Linked DNA regions of Zea mays: region 2 is linked to region 1. A link is a contact called in public Hi-C data. All regions are on one chromosome and are shown on one strand. The core of a region is the stretch at or near the end of the contact, and the rest is flanking DNA. Distances in the headings are between cores, read along the strand shown.

What was found. A called contact is a pair of places that touch in the nucleus more often than the background predicts.
Region 2: a Hi-C map of leaf mesophyll shows a contact between it and region 1, with 4 times the contacts expected there. The contact joins the promoter of LOC100191660 here to the enhancer-like site in region 1. A contact is called at or near these places in 4 of 25 Hi-C or Micro-C datasets (bundle sheath, ear, leaf mesophyll and 1 more).

Annotation. Positions count from the first base shown.
Region 1 is chr9:122,213,160-122,217,079 of Zm-B73-REFERENCE-NAM-5.0, reverse strand. No RefSeq gene overlaps it. Among protein-coding and RNA genes, the nearest start is that of LOC111590242, 5.6 kb to the right of the region's middle. Within about 2 kb of position 2,294, at least 19 of the 20 cell types and tissues checked have an H3K27ac peak or open chromatin away from gene starts, as enhancers often do. A contact at or near this core is called in bundle sheath, ear, leaf mesophyll and 1 more, where this site is marked.
Region 2 is chr9:122,797,326-122,801,245 of Zm-B73-REFERENCE-NAM-5.0, reverse strand. It overlaps LOC100191660, which reads right to left and starts at 2,057. Exons shown (of 12, transcript NM_001359669.1): 1 at 1,614-2,057; 2 at 1,257-1,469; 3 at 633-715; 4 at 453-539; 5 at 212-336; 6 at 56-116. The coding sequence starts at 1,779.

The sequences.
Region 1 (3,920 bases), core at 1,045-3,544:
ACGGAAGGAAACAGACGAAGAGATTGATCGACGGGAGCAAACAAACGAGCGGCGACGTCCAGATGAAGAAGAGAACACGGGCGCAGCGCCAAAAGCACTTTAAACAGGGACGGTGATGAGAAGCCGTGAATCTCGCTCGCTGCCACGGGGAGGAGGAGCCGTCCGGGCGATCGGATGCTTTCTGTCTTGTCTTCTGCCGTCCTCTGCAAAGTGCACCAGAGCAGAAGCAAAGAAGGCCAAGGTATATTGGATGACAGAGCGACGCGATTGGAAGAGACAAGCTGTTTGAATGGACAGCCGAAAGCCGAAAGCAAAATGCTTCTCTATACCATTTCGAGATTCAAACACCCCCGAAAAAAATAGGCAGCGGTTTTTTACACGCACGGCAGGGCTCCATTTCCTGTGGCTCATCCACACCTGACAGGCTGACACTGCTGAAAAGCAGGGTCCCAAAACAACGCTAGAGAGGCCTAGCGATTAGCGTGGACATTAACGATGGCGGTTAGCGGTCACGGCGGTCGGTCAGTGCTCCAGCCACGTCCCGAGTCGGCTCGGCGGCGCCTAGACCTTGTAGATGATGAGGAAGCAGGGGAGCACGGCGCGGCTGTCGAGGACCACCAGCTCGCCGTCGCCCATGTCCACGGAGTCGTACGCGGCCGCGGCGGAGCTTTGGCCTTGGCCGTGGCGCGGGTAGTTGGCGGGGCAGACGCGGCCGGCGATGACGCGGCACACCAGCATCGCCCGTCGCCCCACCGCGGCGGCGGCGGCGGCGGCGCTGGCGTGCGCGGCGCCGCTGCAGGCAAACGTGCGCACGGCCGAGGCCGACGCGCCGAGGCGGCAGGTGGCGACGCCCGCGCCGAACACGCCGCCGGGACCGGGGGCGCGGCACTGGAACCGCATCATCTCATTGCCGTCGGCGCCGCACCGCGCCGCGGCGCCGCGCGCGCGGGCCGCCGCCGCCCTCGCCTCCTCGAACCGCGCCACCGCGCGCGGCGCGCTGCGGACGCGGAACAGCGCCTCCACCGACGGCGGCGGCGACGGAGACAGCTCCGGGGACCCCGCGCCTCCCCATCCGGACGCGAAGATCAGCTCCACGACCCGCCGCGACGAGTGGCCCTCCGGCAGCTCCGCCATCGTGAGGAACGCCGAGCTTACGGGCGCCGGCGACGGCGTGGACAGCGCCTCGGCGCCCGCGTCGTTCGCCATCGGCTTGGGCTTCTTCTTGGGCCGCGGGCGCGGCTCCCGCGCTAACCTCTGCCCCTCCATCTTCTTCCTCCGGGCCCGCTGGGCGTAGGCCACGGCATCCATCACGTCCGCTGCCGCCGCAGTGGCGCAGGGGAAGGGGAGTGGCGGCGGCGGCGGGGGCTTCTTGGCCGGGGACGGCGCGATGGCGGCGTCGGTCATGGCGTAGGAGGACCTGCAGCTGAGCGAGCGCACCCACGCCGTCGCCATTGGCCGTCGCCGCGGCAACTCCGGGTTTGGGCTTTTGGGGCTGGGGCGCTGGGCGGTGATGGACTGACTGGTGGAGTGGTGATGGTGGCCGCAGACGGTTGCCTCCTCTTCGGGTGTTATTAGAATGTTTGCAAAGTCTTTCTAAATTCTACATTATCATTTACGCACGTTTGGATCACTAGAATTGAATTTCATTGTAATAATAATAATTTAGACATATATCAATTAAGATAATTCAGTTTTATATAAAATATATTTATATGCTATTATTAGCAAGATGTCAGAGATATTTATGTGCTACATTTTTACTATAGAGGAGTGAGACGAAGAGTATCATGTAAGTTACAGAGTAGAAACAAATTCTACTAATGCATAAAATAATTTCTCATCCCCTACCCCATGAATTTGAGATAGGCTTATATATGAACTTTGGAAAGTAGTGGAATGTCAAATTCCAAACTAAATAAGTTACTCTATTGAGTGAATTCCAATTCCTCTAAAATGAAGGGATCCAAACGCCCCGTTAGGGATTTATTTATATAAACATTTTTTTATATATATTTTATTCTTTAATTCTTTTTTTATATTTCAGAGAGTTATTTTATTTTTTTTATTTTTGGCTTGCGAGAAATCTAAAATAAGAATGCCTATTTTCAAAATTTATTGTCTACAAAAGTTATTAGAAAATATTTTGTTTTTAAAATTTCTTTTTTGTGCAGTTTAGGAATAATATTCACGACCCTGTCGGTGGGGCGCCGCGTCGTTGACAATACTATTACACTGCACTTGTCTCCCTGGCTTTACAGCTTACTTGACTAGCCCACCACCAATATCCGTCGCTGACAGGTGGGCGCAGCCTTACGGGTCCAGGATGCCAGTTACAGTAGTCGCCCGTGACGGAAGTAGCTCTGGTATTGCACGGCAGGAATGATCGATCATTCGGATTGGGAGCACTTGCAATGCATGCCTCCCTCTCTGCTGTGCTGCCCTCCTCCCAGAATCCATCCCCCACCACTCCTCGCTGCTGGTTTTGTCTCTTTTTCAGCCTTCCTTCCTTCCTTTATTTGCTCTTTTTTATGGTTCCTGCTCTTTGTTAGAGGAGGCGTGGTACAGGAATGGATCTGCAGCGTTGATCAGTGAGTGCCTCCTCTTTCTTTTCTTTTCTTTTTTTCTAGCTACGATCTAGTACGACTGTGACGTACAGTTCGTGCGGTTTGATGTGGCACGCGTCGGTGAAATCTGCTAGTGTGTCTCTCTCTGTATATGTGTCGACAAAAGAGACTTCTCTTTTGGGTTGTTGTGGCCCTATCCCTTTTCGTCTTGCTACTTTGCTAGTGGATGGAGGCATTTTTTGCCGCTGATACAAATTGAGCGAGAGGGGAGAGCGCAGAGACGAGGAAACAGAGAATTCGAATTCAAACTGTTACGGGAGCGGGGCGCAAGCGCGACTAATGCACACGTATATTGGGCTGTTCGATTTGGATTAAATCCCGATGTTTAGACTAATACGTACAACTGCAATCTTTTGCCTGTTGGGATCAGGAAATGCCTCAACTCATAGGCATAGCTGCGTATTACTATGCATTTCTTCAGTGTAGAAGAAACAAAACTCGGTCTCTGCCATCAACGATTCTCGTGGGTTTGCGCATATGGAGTGATTCCCCGAGACCATATATGAGCGGCCGCCGGCCGGCAGCTGACCCAGAGAAACAGGCACATTTTAGGCATGCAAATGTCAGCTGGGCACGGCAACTGCAAGGGCGTACTACTGCTACTACTAGGAATGATTGGACGGTTCGCACGTGTGAGCGACGCCTGCCAGCTCGGAAAACTATAAAATCCCGCGAAACCGTCGTTTTGTTTGTTCCGGGATAGTACCACACGCTACGCCTACACGCACGTACACTACAGCGCAGTAGGTTCAGGCGACAACATCTGACAAGATTGCTTGCCAGCGAAACAGCTTAGCAAGTGTATAATCTCACTGCAGCATTTTGTTAGTCCCGTAAGATCAGTTCTTGATGATGCAGATCGGATTCCTCTCGAACTCGTTTTTAATTGGCAGTATGCCAACCGCAGAGAGAGAGAGAGAGAAGTTCAGAAGCGTGTGTCGTGGTCGTTGATTCTCTTGTCCGTGCAGGGAGGAGAGCGAGATGCCTGCCTCTGCCTTCTTGCTTGCTCTGCATGCTGCTGCCCCGATGCTACTCGATCTTGTCCGTGCAGCGGCCCATGCCTGCTTTCCCGGCCTTCGAGGGATCCATCATCCACATATCAATGGCAATGCCAACGCAAGCTTCTCAATGCTTTCCACCGACGACTGCGAGCCATCATTCCGGAGCTCAAAGCACAGGCGCCATCGCAATTTGCCACCCGCGCGAGGTCACTCTGGCCGGGTGATGATGGCGTCGTCGTATCGTATCGATCCACACGACCTGCGTCTTCGTACACATGGCTGCATGCTAGAGAGA
Region 2 (3,920 bases), core at 808-3,307, 580 kb before region 1:
ATTATTATCAGATGTTCCCACATTCGATCAGACAAGAGACAGAGCAGTGACAGACCTGCAGGGATACTAGGCTGCTAAAGAATTGCCTTATGGTGTTGCTCCCAGAAATGTCACTCCTGGAGAGAGAGAGAAGGGATATCAGAATCACAAGCATTGGCCGGAAAAAAAGCAGAAGAAGAAAAAAAATGGTAACTCGGCGACCAAATGTTACAGATCAAGGAAAAATCCGGCGTCGCTCAGGCATTTCACCGTGGCTGCGGCTCCAAGCCGCTGCTTAAGGCCGTCGCAGTGGAAGAACGTAGCTAGGCCTCCTGCCGAACAGCCTGAGAGCAGAACCTGGAATACGCAGAGCAGAAGCCCAGGCTAAATCGAAGCAACTGATGATGTCTATGCTGAAAAGTGCCAAAGGGTGGCACGGGCGTAACAGGCTGCAAGGAAAACTGACGGGGAACCTTGTCGGCTCTCGCCAGTCCCTTCCTGAGCAGATCGGCGACAATAGCGTCCCATATCCTCTGGCCACTGAAGTAGAGCACCGAGGACTGCCAAGATTGGCAAATGCCAAACGGTAAGCTAGTGCTCCGATCCAGAGCGGCAAATAATATGTGTACAAGTGCACCGAACAGTAAGCATACGCTGTTTATATACACTGCTGAATCGCCCATGAAGGACCCGCCGTCGCAGTAACGCAGCTTCACACGGTTCCAGTTGTAAAAGTCTGATCAGCGGTTTAGAGATGTATTAGAACACGTAATTTCTGTAAAAAACCAGCAGGGCATGTACCATGTAGCTTTAAGCAGAATGCAGATGTACTACCATGTAGCTTTGCCTAGCATATATATACGCTCCCACAGCCTGGCATGCATGCGCCATGCGGTAGTCCGTTGGGAAAACAAAACGAAACAAAACAAAGCACTGTTGGCTAAATGATTTTTGTAGGACCGTGAGCTTGAATTACGTGGACCTAGATTAAAGCAAAACTGTTCGCGCTACCTACCCGGTTGTGTTGTGACCGCCATGCATGTTGCTGTCACCTTTTCGCAAAAGTAGGCTGTGTGCCCTGTGCTGTGTACCACCAGGAACGTGAAGTGAACGGGGACGCTGTTTGCTGCCGGCGCCGACGACGGCTTGGCTTCTCGAGTGAATTAATTGCACAAGAGTTTGTTTGAGCTCACGTCCAAGATACGAATGCATGGGATGGGATTCGGAGTGCAGGGCATGCATACTGAGCCTCGATCAGCGATCTAAATTACGTATACCTGGATTCATGGCCGGACGGTTGCTGAGGATGCCGGAGAAGGACTCGGCCTTTGCCATGAGGCGCGTCGATCCCCGGCGCGTCCCGGCCCTCTCCGCGCACGACCGCACGTCGTTGCACCAGCCGCCGCCCTCGAACTGGAGCAGCCAGCTCCGCGCGCCCGCGCCGGAGCCGCCGTGCAGGTGGTACGCCGGCGGGCTCCCGTCGAGGCACACTGCGGGGTACAAAGAAGTTAGACGACGCTGGCGCTCTCTCTCGAATGGCATACGTACGCTGCTCAGTCTGTCAGTGTCAGTCGCCATGGGAAGAGGAAGAAGAAGAAGCAAGCGACGACGACGGAGTTTATTTGCATGCTTGCCTGCCCCCGCCGACGCTGCGCCAGCGACGATCGTCATGGGCACCGTCAGCCTCTCCTCGACCACATCGGCCGCCGCCGCGGACAAGATGATGGTGGCCACCACCGAGGCGACGCCGGCCGTGGCAACGGCGGCGGCAGGCAGTGTCCAGCCCCGCGGAGGCCCCATGGCACGCGGTGGTGCCGCGGAACCGAGAACCCAGGGACGGGCGAGCGAAGCGGAGGCCGCCGGCCGGCTGGGAGGAGGAGAGACCGGGCCGGCGCACCTGTAACGAACGGATGGATGGCGCCACAGGACAGACAGAAGGGTGTATGTGCCGTGTGCGTATGCGTGCAGCCAACAAAAAGGGTGCGTTGTGGCGACGGCACGAGTGCAGCGGCGGCGGCACGGCAGTCAGTAGATCGTGACGACGATCAGTCGCGTCGTGTCAGCGATCAGCTGATTTCTTTCTTCTCCCTCGGCTCCGACGCGGCCGGCGGGGTAGTTGGATTGATCACGTTTTCAGTTGGTGGATTAATGCCTCCCTTCCAGTTCGTTTGGTTACTAGTATACTCCTACCATATTCATTGCAGACAGAGACGACAGATCAATGGCGTAATCTGCATGCACAAGATACTGTATCTCTACTGCTCCATATATACTACTGAGGGAAGGTTCCTCTCTTTTTATGTCTCTAGCTCGTAGTGCAGGGTGCAGCGCAGTTAATTACTGGAGCAGTTGTTATTGAAGGGGCAATTGCAAAACAGCCATCGTTTCGTACTTTCAGTAAAGACCAGCACCAGATTCAGTTGAGGCAATTGCACCAGATTCAGTTGAGGCAGTTGGGCACGAGATTGTACTTGTTTGTATTGATAAAGAAGAGAGACAAACATGGGCCAAAAAGCACAGCGAGAGAGTACAAAAATATTACATAATTACACCAGCGAGATTACAAAATTGAATAGAAGAGAGACAAGTGTATGATGATCTGTACTTTGTCACGAGATTTTTTGGCTACGGGCTCTATTTCTATTCAATTTTGAACTAAAAGTTAACGAATGGCTAGAATAAATTATGAAGAAACAATTGGATCACGATCCATTACCACAAGTGAATTAATCTGATCAAAAGAAATAATCTGAAACTTTTTATTAAAAAATAATCTGAAACTAAGGCCCTGATTGGAACCTCTAAAAATAATAATTAGCTACTAAAAAAATAGTTGCTGTGTTCCAAACACCATCAACTAATACCAGAACTAATTGTTAGCTAACTCACAGCTAACAATTAATTTATTAGATGGCTTAACCTAGCTAATAATTTATTAGCTGGCTAACTATTAGCTTTAGACGTTTTAAACATAGTCTAAATAGTGAGACGGAGACTGAACAACTAATGTGAAATTGGGAAGGTAATATTGTATTGGTTTTTGGCAGAGAATTTGTGAGATATTGACGTGGTCGTTCGTTTTCATATAATGACCATCACTAGCGTTTTATATGCGATGCTCTCGTGTGGGCGTGGGCTTCCCTGTCCTCCGTCTGCCCAGCGCGAGAGCACGACAGCCCGAGAGGCAGCTGTGGGCCTGGGCCGTGGACGACGCCGATCAAGCACTCGTTGGATGCCAGAGTTTCATGTGATCAGGGAAGGCTGCCGGGCAAAGTTCATCAGGCAAGCGAGACAGACCGCCTAAAATATGGAGCAGTAACAACTATTTATCTGATACAACAATAAGAGATAATCAGGTGTACCTGAGCAAATAGCTCCATAGGAGCTTTGCTTTCGTTCATCACGGAATGAGCCCAGTAACTGTCATATGCATTGTCAAGGACAACAATTTGGGCAAGACATGTCCCATCCACCACAATCGCAGGCTCCACCGGACTTCAGTCGGTCAAATAATGGTGATGGGTGTTGAGTCTGCCTGGTCCGTCCCTGCCTGACCTTTTTTTTTTTCCTTCAGGACTAGTTTGCCGACCCAATTTTTCTATGGAATTTCAAAATTTCCAATAAAAAATTAACTAATTTTCCTTGGTAAAATAAAAAATCTGTGGATAAATAGGGTTCCCAAACTAGCCCTTACAATATTATCCTGGTCTTGTTTTGCATATGCAAAACAATCCTGGCAATGGGCCAATAGAAACAAGGGAAGTATAATGGCTCAAGACTCATATAGGCCCATTAATCTAGGAGCCGTCTAACAGACGAAGGAAGGCAAACCCAACAGGTGGTCGGCACATGTCGTCGTTTCCCATCACCACAGGATCGATCAGCGATGCCGTCCGCGGCCACGCACAGATCAACCAACGTGACCGCGCTCTCGCGACTTG